Regions from separate parts of the Zea mays genome. Here region 2 is linked to region 1. Evidence: chromatin contacts called from public Hi-C data. All regions are on one chromosome and are shown on one strand. Each heading gives the region's core, a stretch centred on a gene start, on an enhancer-like site or on the middle of the called end of the contact. The rest is flanking DNA. Distances are from core to core; before and after follow the strand shown.

Region 1 (6,331 bases), core at 1,359-3,858:
GTCAAAGAATGTGATCAAGGACACAACTTGTCTTTTACTTGTAAATCCAACTGCTCAGATGCTTTCTCCAAAGTTGGGCTTTAGGTTCCTCGTCGTAACCTCTTTTATATTCGTAGCAAAACATATATAGGCAAACAACGAATAAAAATAACATTACACCAAAGATGGAAACAAACCACACAATATTATTCTAAGCGTTGAGATGAAACTCTAGGATCGAGAACCACTAAATCGTAGTAAAACATAGAAGTTATGGATAAAATAAGATTTTTTTGGTGCAATAGATCTAACAGATGATACTTAACATATATATAATAATAGATAAGATCTATAATGGGTACCGTTTCTTTCTCTCTTTATTTCTATAAATAAAGTGAAGGCACCACCTGGATAGGCTGTTTTTCATGCCGGGGGAAAGGGGTCTTCAACGTACTTGGTGGGGGGCTTGGGGTACATGCGGGATAAGACTAACTGCAACGGCTGCCCCTAGGCAGCCCCCTCCCCTTGCATGCCGGCTGTAGGGGGCACCTTACGGCCGCAGCGGTGCCCCCTACAGCGCCCCCTACGCGCCGGCCCCCTTCTCTCTCCCCCTAGATCTAGCGTGTCACTGTTTATCACCCTAAACACTGTGCTGTGGGTCCACGAGTAATTGTTAGTAGATAAAAAATTGATATTTGATATAAAAATGATATTTTATAGTTGTAGAGGGGTATAGGGGAGTATTTAGGGGGAACCGCTGTGGGAGATGAAAAAATAGGGGGGAAAAGTGATATAGGGGAAAAATTTAGAGGTAACAGTTGCGGATAGCCTAAGGGGTAGAGGTTTGGTGCAGCTTGTTGTACGACTCGATGGAAAGAGAAAAAAGGGCGGACAAGAGGGCATTGACGAGGAAATCGAACTTCGGATAATATTTGCGAGAGTTGTAGATTGAATTTGGAAAAGAGAACATATCTAGTGCACATGGAAGATTGGTGCACATGGTGCACATATTAAATCATCACCACTCATTTTAGATCTAATGTCTCTAGTTGTTTGGTATATTTTGTTAAGTGCACCCTCCACCGTGGTGGTGTGTAGTGGTGGAAGGTGTTATTTGTAAATTGAATAATAAATTAGAGACGTTAGATTTAAAATAAGTGGTGATGATTTAATATGTGCACCATGTGCACCAATCTTCCATGTGCACCAGATATGTCCTCTTTGGAAAAACGGTTTCATATTATGGGATGAACTCATTGAGGGGAAGCCATTCATATATTTATAGCGGTGGTTTTAGTCTATCCGATATGTAGATAAATTCGAATTTTAAAGTTTTCTGTTTTTGGAAAATACATAAATTCATTTTTTATGCTGAAAAATGTCCAAATCGCTCCAAAATTGTTAAAAATTATAGAAATGTTTTGGCATCCAATGAACTCAATAAAAATATTTGGATATTTTAAAACGATGTTTAAGTACCTCAAATAAATATATTTTACTTTTCGTAAATATAAAAAATAATAAGACAAATACGAAAAATCAACGGGGACTTTTACAGGATATATTAACATGTTTCAAACACTTCTTGCACTCAGAATCACTATGCAATAGCATGAACGCAACATACTCATTTCAACCTTTTGATTCGTCTTAATTGATTTATAAAAAATATATCTAAAATTGTAATTCGTGATTCTAAACCACCAAAATCTTAACAAATTAAACTAAATCTTTAATTTTTTGTTGGTTTAAAAATTAGGGTGCTACAGTAACGCCTAGTTCTGACAACTAGTTATTGGAAAACTATATTTATTATCTAGAGGCTTAAAGTTATATCGTGCAATCTTTTATATTGGAAAACTATTTTAAGGGTTTAAAGTTGTACCTGACCTTTTACAATCTGGCGACGTACAGGCACGTTTACTCTCTGTTTGGTTGACGTGCGAGAGGCTACAGCTGCACCCGCGGAGTCTCAAAGTGCGTATTGTTTGGTTCACTTCTCTCAAGGTATAGGTTGAACAGATGCAAAAATAGACGACGAGCCAGGCCCGCGGGAGATGCTCCTAGCGCGCGTACGCTCGCGTGCAGTCCAGTGGCATGCTTCTGCATGTAGTTGCACGTAAAACGAGAAGACATTTATATTTGTTTTTGCATCATAACTTTTAAATAAAAAATAAATCATTGAACCGATTTTATATTCATGTTCCTGGATTTTTTGAACAAAATTAGACCATACATGGTATATAATATTCAAAGATTTATTTATTCACTCTTCTCTAATACACGTTTTGGTGCAGATAACTAAATTAAAACTATATTTGTCCTGAATGTAATAATGCAACCAACTAAACAAAAACATATGTACAGACAAGTCTGTGCACAAGAAACTTGACCCCTCATATATGAGGCAGCTTACCACTTTACAACAACCAATCAGATATTTATAGAGAATGACAAATACGGCCCAATGGTTGGCACGAACTTCCAAAATATGTTTGGGATTTCACAGAGCCAGAGGCTAAAGCAAAAATCGCCTCGCGCTCCGGTTCCCGAGGCCACAAGCCCACAACCAAGCCGCAATGTAAAAAATCTGCCGCAATAGAACGAACACCAGAACAGAACCGCAGAACGCAACCGCCTTCAGCCTTCTCCCATCCCACGGACGAGCGCCACACGGCACCCCACTGCGAGGCAATCGCCAACCCGCACTGCACCACTCGCGCCTCGCGATCACCGCTCCGAACTGGAAATCAAATGGCGCCGTCGCCGCTGTGTTCCGCTTCCCCACGGCCGCTTCGAGCCCCAGGCCAGCCTCCCCGAGACGTCCGCTCGCCGCGGACGGTCGTCGTGGCCGCGGGCACCCGTGTGAGCGGAGCGGAGGCCCGCGCGTCGCTGGTGCTGGCCTTGGCCTCGCATGCGCTCTCCGCCTCGCAGCGCCGCTTCGCCGAGCTCGCCGATGAGGCCGCCAAGTACGCCTTCCCGTCTGGCCGCTTCGAGCCCCGCACCCTCGAGGAGGCCCTCATGTCCGGTCGGTAATAAATGAATAGCAGCAGCTTGTACCCCAAATCGTAGAATCCTCAGGATTTTAGGCCACGATTTCTGAGTTAGATTCATGTACTTTTTTTGCAGTGCCTGATCTCGAGACAGTTCCGTTTCGCGTACTGAAGCGCGAGGCAGAGTACGAGATCAGAGAAGTGGAGGTAATTGTTCTAATATGTGGTCGCTTTTCAACCATTGGTTAAAGAAATTTGTGCGTGTGTGGAAATTGAACCCGTTAGAATATGATAATACTATGAGGTTCATTGAATGATTGTGTCTTCTGTTGTGAACTCTCATCAGTCATACTTCGTTGCTGAAACGACGATGCCCGGAAGATCTGGGTTCGATTTCAACGGGTCATCTCAGTCGTTCAACGTGCTGGCATCATATTTATTCGGTAAGGTATTTGTCACGTTTCTACCACGGTCCAGACGTCCATTCCCTTGTTGTTTCATTGGATAGTCATGGTCTGATGTTAATTGACTTCATCATTGGCATTCTTGCTTCAGAATACTGCCTCTGAGCAAATGGAAATGACAACACCTGTTTTTACTCGGAAGGGTGAGTCAAACGGCCAATCAATGGACATGACGACCCCAGTGATAACAAAAAAGGTGCAGTTTGGCTTTCACTTGTGCCATTGTTTTGAGCTGTCCTTGTTTCGCCATTTAGGTTACTTCATTATCTGGAAAGTTATGAAGTTTTACCTGTCCTTTTTGTGCGTTGTCACCTGCAGTCAGCTGGTACAAATAAATGGAAAATGTCATTTGTGATGCCAGCGAAGTATGGTTCCAATTTGCCTCGCCCAAAAGATCCTTCTGTGATTATCAAGGAGGTGCCCAGCAAAATAGTTGCCGTTGCAGCCTTTTCAGGTCCATAATATTGTACTTCTGTCATACCCATTTCATAGCTGTATGTGATTAAGAAGCTATATATTCAGAGTCAAGTACATAATTTATAGGTACAAAATTTTAAATCTTTTTTCAGTATTTGTAATGAAAAAAAACAGAAATACTCTGTATCAATTTTCTGTGCCTTTTCTTCTGTTGATTACTCAAGATCCTTTTTGCTGCAGAAATCATAATGATAGATAATTAATCTACTGAAACATTTGTATGGAGCGTACCGTTTTTTATCACTAACCACATGCCTTTTGTTTTTAGTCAGGAAATAGTTTAGAACGATAGGAGTTGTTGTGTTCCTTCCCAATTCAAAACACCAACACGATCTCTAATATAGAATTACTTTCATGATGACACAGATCAAACCAGATTTTCTCAAGTTGTTATTTTGAAATGATTAATGAGCTCTATGTATTTACCATTTGTCTTACAGAGTAGCCATTACAATTCTTTTTTGTTCACAATATAATAAAAGCATATAAGAACTCTTTTAACTTCAAATTTTATTGGCTGGAGAAAGTTTTCACAACAATAAGCATCTCATTTGTTTTTAATATTCTGATGCTACAATATTGAGACGCTTAGCTCTCTGCTAAATGAACCATTTCTCTTCATTCTTTGTTGGTTCATTGGATATGGTCAGTTATGAAGTCATATTGATACTGGCGTGCAATCTTTGTCAACCATGGTACCATTGTCATAGTCCACACTCCTTTGTGTCCGTACAGGTTTGGTTACTGATGATGATATAAACCAGAGGGAGTCTAAATTGCGCGAATCTCTCCGTAAAGATACCACATTTAGAGTGAAAGATGATTCGGTGGTGGAAGTCGCACAGGTAAAGATTCTGAAATGGTTAAGGTTTATGAGCTGTAGTTTTACCTAGCTTATTAGAGGAATGCTTTTCAGTGCCTGATTCTAGATTTTCTCAATCTGCAGTACAATCCACCGTTCACACTTCCATTCACAAGGAGAAATGAAATAGCATTGGAGGTTGAGAGGAACGATATAGCCTTATGATGTCCTAGATTAACAAATAAATTATTGGCATTTGAGAGTGTATGCAAATGCCCATCGTCCCTAATGCATATATGTATAATTTCTATCTGGCATGTTCTGTATATATGTAGACATGTTAATTATCGCATGCATATATTATTGTATTGGAAACTAAATAATAAGAGCAAAAAATGTTGTGCGTTCGAGCCCGCGCAGGGTCGGGCTGGAGATATTTGAGGCCCTGTGCTAACTCTAAAGTATAACTTATATGTTTTTAGAAAAAGCGAATAATAACAATCTAAAACTTGCAATGGCATACATTGTAATAGAATAGGTAAATTTGAATAACTCGTTCTTCTTTGAAATAAAATCTTCCATAATATGTTCATATTCAATCTTCTCCAACACTTCACTCTTGAGTACTATAGTAGCTAAGTCTTTGTTGGCCAAATCGATATTCTAGAATCCTCATCACCGAGACATCATCAAGAGCGTGATTTTCATACCAAGGATTTAATTAGTACAATAGAACATTACAATTTTCTTGAGGCAATAATAGTACATTACAATTAGATTGAGAGAAAAATGAATACATGCACTCCTATGCAGGTCTTCGCCTCTCGCCTTCTTTATTGAAACTCAGATATGAAAACAGAGTGGTTAGTTGCTACTGTTGCCTTGCTCGCTGATTACTTCATATTCGTTGGATGAATTGTGAATGAAATTGGACGAGTCTGCTGGCGTTCTTCAGACAGATAGAGTGAGAATATGAAACGGGGCTCAAATTCAAGAATGGAAGCGTCACACGCCAAAATCATCGCACGAAGACATATAGGCAAACTTAAGAGCGGCTCTGGCACTCTAGTGCTCTGGCCTTACACATGGGATCGTATCCAGTGCACAAGGGCCACGCCGTGCACAAATGCACAAAACGAAATCTTGTCGTCCATTTTCCATCCAACGACATGACGGTGCGGGGGGTTTTTCACAAAACAGACTCGGCAAGCTACGGAGGCTGCGGGAGGGTTCATCTGCATATTTACGACGGCCGTTGGATGGAAAATGGACGGCCAGATTTCGTTTTGTGCATTTGTGCACGGTGTGGCCCTTGTGCACTGGATACGATCCCCTTACACATGACCCTTCTCCCATTAGACAATTTTTTGAGGCCCTGTACGGTCACACGGGTCGCACACCCATAGGCCCGGCCCTGCAATCGAGCTTCTTGTGCAATCGCAATAAAATGAAACTACTAAAAGTACCCAATTTTTTAAAAAAGATTATAGATATACTTTATTATTTACTCTATCAATATTTCAAAATATATCAAAATTGAAGTTCTAGTTTATCGTATGTTAAGCGATAAAAAATAGAAAACTTTATCCAATACGAAGGATTAAAAAATGATAGAA
Region 2 (6,331 bases), core at 2,720-5,219, 430 kb before region 1:
TGAGGTGGAGGGCGGCTAGGCTGCTGTGATTGGCGGGCTAGGATGGTGGCCGACCCTAGGAGGGAAGGATGAGCCTCTCGCGGCGGCGTCGGCTGTGGGTGGCTGCCCTGTGGATGGACAAAATCTAGCTAGCTGATACCATGTTGGAACTATGAACTCTTGATTGTATTGCATAGAGGTGGTGGTTACATATATAGACACAGAACCCTAACCCTAATGGGCCGGCAGCCCAACAGTAGTGCCGGCCCACACACACACAATCTAACAAGACCATTAGCTACTTTTGGGTCCGGTCTGTTAGTTATTTTTGGGTCCAATCCGTCTCGTGTGAAGTTTTAGTAAGCCACTAACCTCTCTGTTTTGGTATTTAACTTCATGTTATTGTCTGAAATTATGATATATTGGTATTTTTCCTATGTTGTTTGAAACTACGTTTAAACGATTTTAAACGTTTATGTGGCAGAACACACTAGTAGAAATATGTGGCAAATTCTCTAATAATATCTGCATGAATGAGCTCAGCTCAACGTATTTATTGTATTCTCCATGCAGATCCAGATATGAGTCTAGGTTTGCTGGTGAATAAATATTCAAGAATTGATGTCTTTGTACCATTATCCGTTATGAAATAATGTTTTTAAGCTGGTCCACGTTCTAGTTTTGATCATGGTGTTTTTTCATTATAGACCAATATCATTCAGTCACCTCTTATGTTATGACCGGTAGCCCAGCAGCCCTAATAAAATCAGTGAGTTTGTTTAGATGGATAAGCATTAGTTAGTTTGTTTAAATGGATAAGCATTAGTTAGTTTGTTTAGATAGATAAACATTAGTTTCGAACTCCTGGATAGAGTTAGTTAGTTTGTTAGGGGCTGCTATCACAACCTATATATTGTACTCCTTTGATTAAGGAAGAAATCAAGCAGGCAAGTGTCTTGCCCTTGCTTCCCCCTCAACGTATCTACTGTTCAACCGTGCACTGTTCATCCCAAATGCCGAGTCCCTGGTCCTAGACTTTAAATCTACCACTCGTACTACCTTTGTAACCCTAATTTCAACAATCTGGTATCGGAGATGCCAGGTTCCGACGATGTGACGCCAGGATCAGCACCACCCATCACCTCCACCGTTGTCACATCTATTGATGTGACGACTGCTGCCACCAACCAATTTCATAGGTGGACTTCATGGCATTCCAGCAGCTGATGGTGCAGCAGTTCGCCGCCATCTATGGCATGTCCAACAGGACACTGCCACCACTGCCGCCTCCATCTTCTACCACCACCAGTGCTGCTGCTTCCCCTATGGCATGCCAAGCTATGGTGGCACCCCCCTTCCCACCACCACCACGCCATCCACCACCATCGTTCCCTTCCCATCTGCCACGGCACCCCTTCCATTGCCGATCTCCGCCTTGGTGCCATCGGGACAACCATACCTGTACCCATCCACCAGATTGCCTTCCCACACTCCCCATCCCCGATTCCCAGCTTCCCCAAGGATGCTCTTCCTGCACACCATCACCCTGCTGCAGGCGCCATCACCACCACCCTCACTTCCACAAATTATCCTTCCCTACCACCAGCATAACCCTAGGAGGACGGCGCCCAAACGCCGGGGTACTGGTCCTAGACTTCAAACCTATCACTCGTACTACCTTCGTAACCCTAATTCCAACACTTACGTCAGCAGAGCGAGCAGTAATTGATTGCATGCTCTATTTTGGTGTAGATGCACAACAGGAAAGCATACAACCGAAAAACCAATCACAAAAGCTGTTTCATCTAACCGTACAAAGGCAACACCGATCCAGTCCTCTAAGCAGGGTGTGGGAGTTGATGTGTGTGCAAGGTGTCGTCAAGGTTTCTTTTGCTCCGATCATGGTGAGTTTGTATTCGCAGTAATCTTGTTTTAGTTAAACTGATTGATTCCTATTTATAAGTGTTACACAATTTACCACCCTGCACATATGTTTGGCCACACGTATGGTCCTTTATGGTAATTTGGTAAAATATCTTTATTAGCTGCCTATTAAAAATCTGTTAAATGGAGCTTGCTCTGGTGCTATGTTTTCAGGATCACAGCCCAAGCCACAAAAGCCAGCTGCTACCGACGATACAAACAAGGAACCTGTTGAGAAATCAGCTGTTCCACCGCCCAAGAAAAGGATCGATGTAAATGAGCTGAGGACATGTAAAAATAAAGGATGTGGTAAATCCTACAAGGAGAAGGATAACCATGATTCTGCATGTGACTACCATCCAGGTCCTGCCGTTTTCCATGACAGGATGAGAGGGGTATGTATATATTTGAAGGATTTATTTGAAGCTATATGTTGATTTCTGCCTCTGTAAACAGCTATTCTCGCCATCCCTAAACCCCATATCTGTTCTGTTCTTGCAGTGGAAATGCTGTGATGTTCATGTCAAGGAGTTTGACGAGTTTATGGAGATACCTACATGCACAAAGGGTTGGCATAATGCTGATGCGGTGTGAATTCACGCCATGCTTAAGGCTGTTTTCATGTTGTATCGTCACCTGCCATGTAAACACCATTTCTGCAGTTTATTGAGGATTTCATTTGGAAGTGTGACAAGAGCTTTGAGGATGGGCTCCGGGCTGCGGGCTGCCTAAGCTTTGCGCACGGTAGCTGTCTGGAAATCTTACGTGATTCTCCTTGTACTCTGGACCACATTTGGTGTCTGGATTCAAATTGGGGTTTTGTCTGTTTGAAGCCGAAGGATGCCAATATTTTAACCATGTCTAAGCCAGAGAAGTTAGCGCATGCTGTGGAGCGGTAGAGGTGCCGTGTTTCTTGTGTGTGTTCCATGGCTGCTGGAGAAGTCCTGTCCGTGTACTGGTTTGCTCGGTTTGAGCAGGCAAAAGCCTGGACCATGCATCACTAGTTTGTTCTACCGCTCCTCACTCCCCAGACCAGAAAGTTGTTGCCAATCTACAATATAATGAAAACTTAGCTGCACTCTTGGAAAGAGAAAAGCACAATCTCTTGATTTATTGGATGCTGTTTTGGCGTGCATACACTAGCATTATCATTATGTCATGGATACATGGACATGGGATTCAAATGTAAGTAGTACTGGTAGTGCTTTGGACACGGCAGCGTTCAGGTTCAAGGGATGCCGATGATCGGGATGAACGGGAAGAAGAAGAAGAAGGGAGGCAGTCCTCCAAAACTGAAGGGCGGCCTGTTGCCTCCACGGGACGGTGGAGTCCACGCCGGCGTCCGTGCCGCCGGTGGCGTCGGCCTTAGCGCTGGCTCCATCGGGGCGTTACCACCCTGGTGTTCACGGTCGGCCATGGTCGCAGCGACAGCGGAGCCGCCGCTAGCCGCAGCGCACCTCGTGAAGAAGGCGAGGCGGGAGCCCAGAACATAGGAGGCGGGGTAGGAGGCGGAGCCAGGCCCCCGGGCCGGGACGACGCGCGCGACCGTGAGTCCCCACGGCGCGCAGAGCTGCTCCGTGGCGCCGAGGACCCTGGCCGCGCACGGCGCGCCCGAGGCTGACGCTTCTGCTGGCACGGCCACGTCGAAGTTGCCGCGCCCGTCGGTCTGCGCTGCGTGGAGGCCCGCGCTGCCGTCGCCGTCGCCGGCGCATTTCACCGCCACGACCACACCTGTCACCAAGCACAAACAAAAGGCACGATCGAGAAGTGAGGGACAAGAAGTGAGGTGAGACTGAGAGTGAGACCACCAGTGTACCGTACGTACCGGAGAGATCGTGTCCCTCGGCGCAGTCGAGGCAGGCGACGGAGCCGCGGAGGCGGAGCGCGGCGCTCTCGCACGGCACCGCGCCGAGCGCGACGGCGAGGAGCAGCAGGAGCGCCCCGGCGAGGGGGAGCCGAGGAGGAGCCAGCATAGGGAACGTACGACGAGTGATCTGCATGGACAAGGAAAGCTGGCGCGTCGACCGTTGAGACCGCCTGCTGCTCGGTGCTCGCTTACCAGATGTGTTATGTGTACGCGGCTAGTATACGCACTCAACGCTGTCGCGGGTACTTGTAGTCCGAGGAGAGGAGATCACATCGGCGGGGGATCGGAGTGGCTGTATTGAGGGCACGGCGGCCGATCATCATGTAGCGTAGCCACTGGCCAACCAACTTGTCAGCCTCTACCCGGGCACCTGCGCTCAACTGCAACTCATCATACCAACGACACAGATAGCCACCTGCTCCAACCTCCCAACAACAAAAGAGGGCGGAAGACAACGCCGCCGCTCGCCAGGCTCCTGGTAGCACCACCCGTCAGCCATTGAGGCAAGGCAACGCACCCGACACCCGTAGGCCGTGCCGTAGAGTAAACACAGCTAGCCGTATTTGGACGAGACGAGGCACGGCACGGTGGGGCCGCAGCAGCGTGGGAGATGGTTTTAGTACCACATTGGGACTAAGGCAGTGCGCCGATATTAATACAGTTAAAATTATTTTTTGGGAACATTTAGGGTCATCAAACGTCGACATTAAACTTTCTACTCAAGGGTTGATTAAGATTTGAAGAGAGTACTAGTATACGAACTAACCATGCATCGAGTTTGTATGGGATGTGGCATCTCCTCAAGGATGGTTGCAAAGCCGGCCCGTCGGTACTCTTGAGGGTTGTTGGGACGAAGGTCGAACCAGACCTCGATTAACCCTTCGTGCGACCACGTCTGGAGCTAGGCTAACTTGTCTGTGAATGTGGGACCCAAACATAAATAAGGCTTTGGCCATCCCGCACAGCCGGTGCAGACTACGGTGCATGAGAGCCCTCACACTCTCCTCCGATTGACGTCGTCGGAGCGAAGGCTGGCCACTGCGGGGGCTCTTCGACTCGAAGTCTACCTGGAGGGCTGACGCGTTCGATCCACCGCCAGCTTACCCTCCGAACGAGTTGATCCCACAAGAGCACGCAAAGGCACTGGACCTCGAGGCTGGTTGCGGCGAAGGTGCTAGGAAGCTGAAGGTACTAGGACTTTTATCCCCGGGTCGGAGGCCTCGAGGCAGTGGACGGGAGCAAGGCCCACAAATAGCAGGTGAGAATATGAAATCGAGCCTTAAGCACCACAAATACCATGTACATGTGTGGGCCTTGCTCATTGTGTGCCAGGAGAGCAAATGGAAGAACATGTACATGGTATTTGTGGTGCTTAAGGCTCGATTTCATATTCTCACCTGCTATTTTTTAGAGTGGGTCCACCTGCTAGACCCCAAGGCCCTTTGTCCAGATCCCCTAGCGGGTAAACGATTTGGTGTAATTAGGCACGAGCCAATATTGTACTGTAATTACCCTATTGCACGACATATTCTAAGAATATAGTAGGTAACTAGTGATACGATCATATTTAGGCTTGTGTCCCCCTGATTACCCTATAAATACTCCCGTCCGGATCCCGACACGGATACACTTGACAAGACATTTCAGCTTCCAGGCTAACCGTTTTGTTGTGTGTTGCTTATCCCAGCAACTCCCAAGTGTTTGGGCCCGCTTGTCAGGTCCTAATAGGGGTGATGATTGTATTGGTGCTGCAACCAAGAACTCGAGTATCTTGTACTCGTCCACTTCGTATGGTCCTCCACGCTCATCCTCAATGATCATTAGTATGCATAATGATATATGCACACATGATCACACCGAGTACCTACTGAAAGAAAGAACGACCTAAGGTTGTGAGAATATGAAATCGAGCCTTAAGCACCACAAATACCATGTACATGTTCTTCCATTTGCTCTCCTGGCACACAATGAACACTCACTACTTTGGAGTCTATGGGAGTGGAATCGTCTTCATGAACACCAAACACAGAGGGTATATGTTATCGACAATGTAGTACCCTTGGTTGTACTCATGGTCATTCACCGTGAAGTTCACATTTTGTGCTTCATCCTTAAGCATGTCAGGTTGAGCACATTCACATTATCATTCAATGTCGTCACCCTAAAAAAGCATGCCAGATCCACAAGTCATGTGAGGCAACCGTCTCGAGCATGATTGTCGGAGATCTAATGTCCCCTCTTATGAATTGTCCTCTCCATCCAATAGGATAGTTCATCCACTTCTAATGCATGCAAGCTATACTCCCTATAGTACTAGAAAATCCCTTCCCTACCCCTTAGCTAATTGATGCATATGGTCATCAGCAGTGGGATGACGCATGTACTCCGCCCTACAACATGCAATAACACCTCTACACAATAGCTCGAGACACTCTAATAAGGAACTGTTTCCTATTTTGATGTACTCATCGATGGAGTCAGTAACACTACCGTACGCAAACATGCGTAGGACAGCTGTGAACTTCTGGTGGAGAAGGAACCGCTGCGGTTGAGTGTATCGGT

The links. A called contact is a pair of places that touch in the nucleus more often than the background predicts.
Region 2: a Hi-C map of bundle sheath shows a contact between it and region 1, with 4 times the contacts expected there. The contact joins the promoter of LOC100276913 here to the promoter of LOC100281259 in region 1. A contact is called at or near these places in 8 of 25 Hi-C or Micro-C datasets (bundle sheath, ear, endosperm and 3 more).

What each region holds. Positions count from the first base shown.
Region 1 is chr5:172,543,502-172,549,832 of Zm-B73-REFERENCE-NAM-5.0, reverse strand. LOC100281259 (SOUL heme-binding protein) reads left to right here and starts at 2,608. Exons shown (of 7, transcript NM_001154178.2): 1 at 2,608-3,007; 2 at 3,109-3,179; 3 at 3,319-3,420; 4 at 3,528-3,632; 5 at 3,755-3,890; 6 at 4,649-4,758; 7 at 4,860-5,128. The coding sequence starts at 2,734. The coding sequence ends at 4,940.
Region 2 is chr5:172,972,668-172,978,998 of Zm-B73-REFERENCE-NAM-5.0, reverse strand. It overlaps LOC100276913, which reads right to left and starts at 3,969. Exons shown (of 2, transcript NM_001165426.1): 1 at 3,728-3,969; 2 at 2,991-3,633. The coding sequence starts at 3,902. The coding sequence ends at 3,131. It overlaps LOC100286145 (integrin beta-1-binding protein 2), which reads left to right. Exons shown (of 6, transcript NM_001159033.2): 4 at 1,732-1,883; 5 at 2,077-2,297; 6 at 2,404-3,114. The coding sequence ends at 2,496.